2 separate regions of the Zea mays genome follow, and region 2 is linked to region 1. Evidence: chromatin contacts called from public Hi-C data. All regions are on one chromosome and are shown on one strand. Each heading gives the region's core, a stretch centred on a gene start, on an enhancer-like site or on the middle of the called end of the contact. The rest is flanking DNA. Distances are from core to core; before and after follow the strand shown. Region 1 holds the start of LOC542041 (m4 protein). Region 2 holds the start of LOC100284570.

Evidence for each region. Hi-C and Micro-C count contacts between places; a contact is called where the count stands out from the background.
Region 2: a contact with region 1 is called in a Hi-C map of ear, with 2.4 times the contacts expected there. The contact joins the promoter of LOC100284570 here to the promoter of LOC542041 in region 1. A contact is called at or near these places in 2 of 25 Hi-C or Micro-C datasets (ear and tassel).

The regions. Positions count from the first base shown.
Region 1 is chr1:283,877,458-283,880,914 of Zm-B73-REFERENCE-NAM-5.0, forward strand. It overlaps LOC542041 (m4 protein), which reads right to left and starts at 1,799. Exons shown (of 8, transcript NM_001111681.1): 1 at 1,315-1,799. The coding sequence starts at 1,499.
Region 2 is chr1:284,211,311-284,214,504 of Zm-B73-REFERENCE-NAM-5.0, forward strand. LOC100284570 reads left to right here and starts at 1,903. Exons shown (of 6, transcript NM_001370665.1): 1 at 1,903-2,233. The coding sequence starts at 2,169.

The DNA of each region.
Region 1 (3,457 bases), core at 549-3,048:
AGATCGACATTCGACAAGGTATAGATGGCTTGAATTCGGACAACAAGAATTTAGCAACATGTTTGCTTCTTTTGTTTATATAGTTTTCTTCTTTGAACTTGTATCTATTGATATAAAACTTAAATTCTATAAAACACCTGTAGGGTCTTGCTTGATTTTATCACGTGATTTTCTTGACCCCTGTGAATTGTCGTTCTGCATCTGCCACTTTGGATGGTGATGTCTGTGCACACTACCTTCATTGTTGAGTGTTGACGGCACTTCGGTTTATGGTAGCACACCTATTAAATTTTAGTTCTGAATCTAGATAAGTTATTTATTGTATAAATTTTAACTAGGTAGAAATTAAAGAACATAGTTAGAAGTAGTTTTTAATTTATCCAATTTAATTTTTTCTAGGCAGGTCCCCTTTAGTTAATAAATAAAGAAAGTAGGAATCCGCGTGCGTGTGCCTATCTGTTCATTCAAGAAAATCATGGCAACCTAACAGTGATATGTAGCACATAACAATATCAAATGAACAAAGTCTACGTACAAACTTAAGTGCAGCATGGGCTTTCGATATGAGCGTGTCCTACCAGGGTTCAGACTCAGCATCGTCAGTCATCAGCAAAGAGTAAAGACAAGCTAGCATAGTTGCTTGTGGCAGTTGACGATTCCATGTATCTCCATACCATGGGGAGCGCCCACAAGTAGCGCCAATCAGAAAAGGGGCACAGAAAGAAGAAAAAATGTAAGAACGAAGAAATAGTCACACAAATTAAGTAGCACTTCGGCGAAGAAACGAGGCAGCAGCAACCTAAATAATACTGATGCTGCCAGGCCTGGATGAGAAAAATCCAAATTACAGAAACTATACTCCTCTCCATATAATCCCCACTTCCCCAGTCGCAGATTAAGGGTGCTGAGTACAAGATGAGATGTGCAGAATAAGGGCGAGATGAGATGTATAGTATTGGTGTTCTGCGGAGAAGTCAAGTTAGTCAAGCAATTAGCACATGCAGCATGGCAGCAAAAATTTCCCCCAAACAGAGCAGTACCAACGCCATACCAGCGAAAGCGGAGCATAAAATTACCCCGTATATATATAGCGCGCGCACGAACGGGACACGCTACACGCCTCTTCGATTCATCTACACATAACCAGAGCTGTACGTCTGTCTACCCAATAACCATAATTCCAAAAATTCTCAACAAATTCGAACAGAGATAATTACGCATCACCTCAATTCATAGTTTCAAACAGCTTGGAAATGGGGCAGCACGCAGCGGGCAGTGTCGAAACGTAAGCAACGGAGGGGGCCGAGAGCGTACCATGAATCGGTAGAGTACTCGTAGAGCTTGCCCTTGGTGGAGAAGATGATGAGCGCGACCTCGGCGTCGCAGAGCACGGAGATCTCGTGCGCCTTCTTGAGTAGCCCCGAGCGGCGCTTGGAGAATGTCACCTGGCGGTTGATCTTGTTCTCGATCCGCTTCAGCTGCACCTTCCCGCGCCCCATCGCCGCCGCCTTCTCCCTCTCCTGATCTCAACCTAAATCCTAGCTCAGGCACGTCGCTTCAGCCGCCGCCGCCGACAGCAGCTATAAAACTAGCTAGCTTCCTTCCTTGTTGCTTGCGAGAGGCTTGCTTGACACAGGATAGGTAAGCCTACGGCTGGCTAATTGTAGATAGTATGCGGTGGCGGTGGCGCCGGCGAGTGCATGACGTCGCAGCTAGCTGCGGCGGTGGAGAGATAGGGGGAGGGAGGTGAGGGGACAGGCCGGGAGGAGGGAGACGCTGGGAGGAGGCGGATTTAAAGCGGTGATGAGCGCTGCCGCGACGGATCGGAGGGGGAGGGGGTATAGCGAAACCGGGATGGTTTCCCCGCCGCCGCTGTCGAACTGGCATTGGCCGATGCGGCGTGCCCGGGCCCACCTGGCCCCACGGCATCTCTCATCGCAAGGGCCCGCTGCCAGGGTCTTTCCTCGTACGGTCGAAACCGGCTTCTCTCACACACCTTGCCTGGCATGAAGTAATGACGACAAGATGCTGGCAGGCAGCAGCTATTATCTGTTTTTGTTTCTATCTACTCCACTCGACTACTGGTAGCTATAATGAATATCGCTATAACATTTATTTTCGACCAAAGTATTAGCAGTAGTATCTTCGAATAAATTTATTACACAAAAAAACCAACGCTCCATCTATTAATTCTATTTATATATTAAAACTATTAGTGTTATTTTTATATGTTTTATTAAAAATAAAAACGTTTGACTCTAACATATGAGAACAAGACTTGTTTTAGGGGGTGTTTAGTCTCTATGGGTGTTTGGGTTCTATTTTAGTTATCGTATTTATTAGTTTAGGGTCTAAAATAAAATAAAATGGATGGATTAAAAAATAGTTAGAAACCAAACAATCCTTAAGCTTTGTTTGGATACTCTAGTATTGACCATAATCCATATGTGTTGAGGTGGATTATATGTAAATTAGTTTAAGTTATACTGCAAACCACCTTAATACATATGGATTAGGATCAATACTAGATTACTCAAAGTAGGCATTAGGATGGTAGTGGAGTAGTATACTTTCTTAGTTCTTTTTTATTTGTCGCGCGCGTTAAAAACTGAACTAGTGGACGATAAATATTCGAGAATGGAGGTATTGTTTTAAATAGATCTAACTAGATTCGTTGTTGTCATTTTTTGTATCGGAATGTTTTGCTTTCAAATTAATTTGCACGGCCGTGCTGGTGCCACGTGCAGCGGTGCCCAAGCATTAAAGATATCAGATTGTTTGGAGTATGCGGCTCGTCGGGGTTTTTATTTTTATTTTGCTTTTTTAAGCGCACCGTACGCCGTGCACGTGATGAAGTCTGCGGGGTAATGTTTGGGCAAAACGGGGAAGGGGCAGCAACTGGTCGCCTGGTTTCCCGGCTCGGTCACTTTTCGCAGTCCGGAGAGGCGGACAACGCGTGGGGCGGGCTGACGCAGCAAGGGGCCGCCCACTTTTGGGCCGGTCCGACGGCAGCGGCCAGGCCACGACGGGGACGGGCCAATGCGGGACACCTGTGTCTCCTGCAGTCCTGCTGCTGCTGCACGAGCACGATGCGGCGGCTACAGGTCTACAGCAACAGTGCTATCAGAGCCGTTCGCTGCTACGGGCCTACGGCCTACCTCACCCAGGCCCAATCCACCCATGACCGTGATTGGCCGCGACCTGACTGCTTGTTTGATAGAGGTTCGTTAGCTTTGAATTATTAATTTCTAATAGAAAAAAGGAATATTGTTGGAGACTTGTTCTCAAATGCTATGAGTTAAGAACAAGGCAACACAGAAAATGTTAAACATTAAGGTCCTTCGTCCTTTGAAGCATTATTTCCCTTAGGATATAACGATCTCCGGACGAAGGTCATGAAGGACTAACCTTCATCAATACAGCATACATTAGTAAAAGACGAGGCATATGAAACATA
Region 2 (3,194 bases), core at 653-3,152, 330 kb after region 1:
GATGAGCAATTTTGGCCACGCAAGACCGCCCATGCACGAATGAGTCCCGAGGGCTCTTCTATGATCCCTCGCTGACAACCCGCAAGTGCCAACCGAGGCCGCAACGATGGCGAGGCAGGGATGGCTCACGGGGGTCGATTCCCCCCACCCTGGCTCCCTGTTCTCTCTCGGCGTCGTGATGTGTATTGGGTCTACTCAAGGAAAAAAGGAGGGGAGGAATACCAGGCGCACAGGTTTATAGTCCAGCTAGGTCGGTTGCACCCGGCTAGCTAGAATCGCGCGGCGGCGGCGCTCATTGCGGCTGAGTTGTTATGGGGAATATGTACAGGGGGCCTAAGACTGTCCCTAGCAACGTCCCCTAAATTTCGTCCTCTAAAAGAATATTCTCTGTCCTTTACAATACTCTCTAAAAGATTCGGTTCTCTATATTTTCTCCATCTCCAGCAATGTCCTCTAAATTTCATCCTCTATATCAACAGTGTACTATATTTCACATTCTATATTGATTTTTACCAGTCATGTGCACGTGAACGAGCAAACACAATAAATAAGCACAGTGTATAGAGTAGAACCGTACGTCTTCTATTTCTAGCGGATGCATGGCGTGCTCTAAAATTTAGAGGATTCTTTACAGTCTCTTGTTGAAGACAAAAAGTTGCATGCATCCTCTATATTTTAGAGGACAGAACCATTTACAGGTCCCTGTTAGAGGTAGTCTAACCGAACAGCCCCACGCGCTAGAGGCCCAGCAAGCGCGCTGCGATACGGTTTGGTAGGTCCAAGCAAAAGAGGGATTCGACATGCTCAGCGAGAGCAACTGACAGGTGGGTCCCATGTGCCAGCCACAACACTGCACGAGGGGCTGCCCATCGGGGCCCGTGCGTCAGCGCATGGTGACCACACGTGTGCCAGGGCCACAGGGACCGAGTCACTGCCCATGCAGGTCCACCTGTCGGCGCGCGGGGGATGGCGTGAGGTAATGGGCGAGAGGGTGTGTTTCGGCCCAGGTAGGTTCATTCTCTTTCTTTTTTTTCTTTTCTGTTTTCCTATTTCCATTTAAATCAATTCCCCTATCAAATTTCAAGATTTTAAATTCAAACTTGATTATGAATTTTGGCCACAAATCAAATGCACAAATAAAAAGTCTCTCAGTATGAATGCATTCACCATTTTATAAAAATAATTATTATCATTATATATATATATATATATATATATATATATATATATATATATATATATATATATATATATATATATATATCATTTGTTTAAATTAGCATGTCTCATCAACAAAACACAACTTAATAAATTTTAATATAATTTTCCAAGTAACATAAGAACTAACTAACTTCCTTAATGCGTTGTTTAGGGTTTACACACAATACGACATTATACTAGTCTCTATTATATAAAGCATTGGTTCCCATCATCCTCCTTTCGTTTACCTCTCTCTTCTCTTGATAAAAAAATCTAAAATTATACATAAACAAGGATTAACATGATAGTTGTAGCTTCAAACACACATGTCTTTGTGTTTTATATTTTATACTTAAATATATGATAAATAAAAACCGTAGCCACATACAGACACTATACTAGCTACAATTTACTGGTTAAGGTTATATTCCTTCTTTATTTTTTATTTATTGTATTTTATTAGTTTAAAAATAAACTAACATACCACAAATATTCGAGTACGAAGCAGTATAAACTGCAGCGTCAAGGACTCAAGCCTGAAGGGAACGAGTTCACCTGTTCATTCGTCATAAAGCAAAGGCAAACGGGCTTGGCCTCCGAGCCCAACAACGATGTCGCTGTTAGGAAAAAGCACTATTCTCTCATTTTGCCTTTGGGCCCAAGAAAGGAGCGTCCCCAAGTCCTGACGGCTGACGCCATCGACGCGGCGACGCCCTCCAACAAAACCGAAGAGGCGAGGAAGGAACACATGCTCTCTCCGCTGTTCTTGCTGAGTTGTTGTGGACAAAAAGAGCACGAAAGTGGGTAGAGAAAACGGGGGGCAAGCCAACCACACTCGCAGCCAGCCTGCCCGCTCGCCCGCCCGCCATTCTTGCCGATTCGAGTCGACGTCACGCCTCCGGCGCCCCCTTCGGTTGTCACCTCGGGGGTCGCGGATTGGTGGAGGGGAGGATTTGAGCGGCGCGGCCATGGATACAACATCTAGGGCCGCCAAGATCCCGTCGCTCCACCAGACGGAGATCAACTGGGATAAGTAAGCAACTATCCGTCTTGTAATTTTATAGGTTTCCATTTCGTGCCGATTCCCCCCTTTCCCGCGGTCCGTCCTAGTCTCCTAGAGATTTAGCTCCGACCATTGAACAGTGTCCTCCGCCCTAGTCCGAATCGGCTTTATCGCCTAGGTTTAGGAATTGTCGTTTGAGGATTTGACATCTCTGTTCATGCTCTGTGATGACCCAAGGTGGTGCGTCGGCGAGTATGGTGGAATTGATCAGCAGGTATGGAGTATTAGTTGAGTTCTTCGGGTATTAGTGCTTGGGCCGTATTAATATTTCTTTGGGCTGTAATAGATGGATTATCCAGGGCATTAGCCGTATTAGTAGTTGAATTCGAGATCTATAAATACTGTAATGAGTTGTTGAGAGGAGGATATGAAATAAAATAGAAACAGATACCTGAACAAACTCACCTGGTCCCCGTCGGCGTTGTCGTCGTCGTTCCGCAAGCAACTCACGCCCGGCGATCCGCCGCTGTGGCCAAGGGTCATCACAAGTGGTATCGGAGCTGTTGATCCTCGGAGGGTGGTCATCACGGCGCCGTCCACGAAGCCATCCGTTCAGACGTGGCTGATCCTAGAAGCAGTGGCAGGCGTGGAGCAAAAAAGGGAGGAGCGTTGGGAGCGGATGATGCTGGCGGTGGAGCGGTTGACTGGAAGATGGAAACCATGGAGATTGGACAGAAGAAAGCGGAGGAAGATCGAGCACTGATGGCTCGACAAATGGAGGAAAACGAGAGAACCATTGCACAGCTGCGACTGGAGTTGCAGGCGAAGGACTTGGAAGGTAACGAAACAAACTCTGAGCGAGAGATGTGTGCTCCTCGATGGGATGATCGGGGTGGAGGAATGGAGCGTGGAAGAGATCGTAGGGAGCAGTGGGGTGGAGGAAGAGAGGGTAGGACAGGCCCATTTCCGAAGTGGACATTCCCCAAATTTC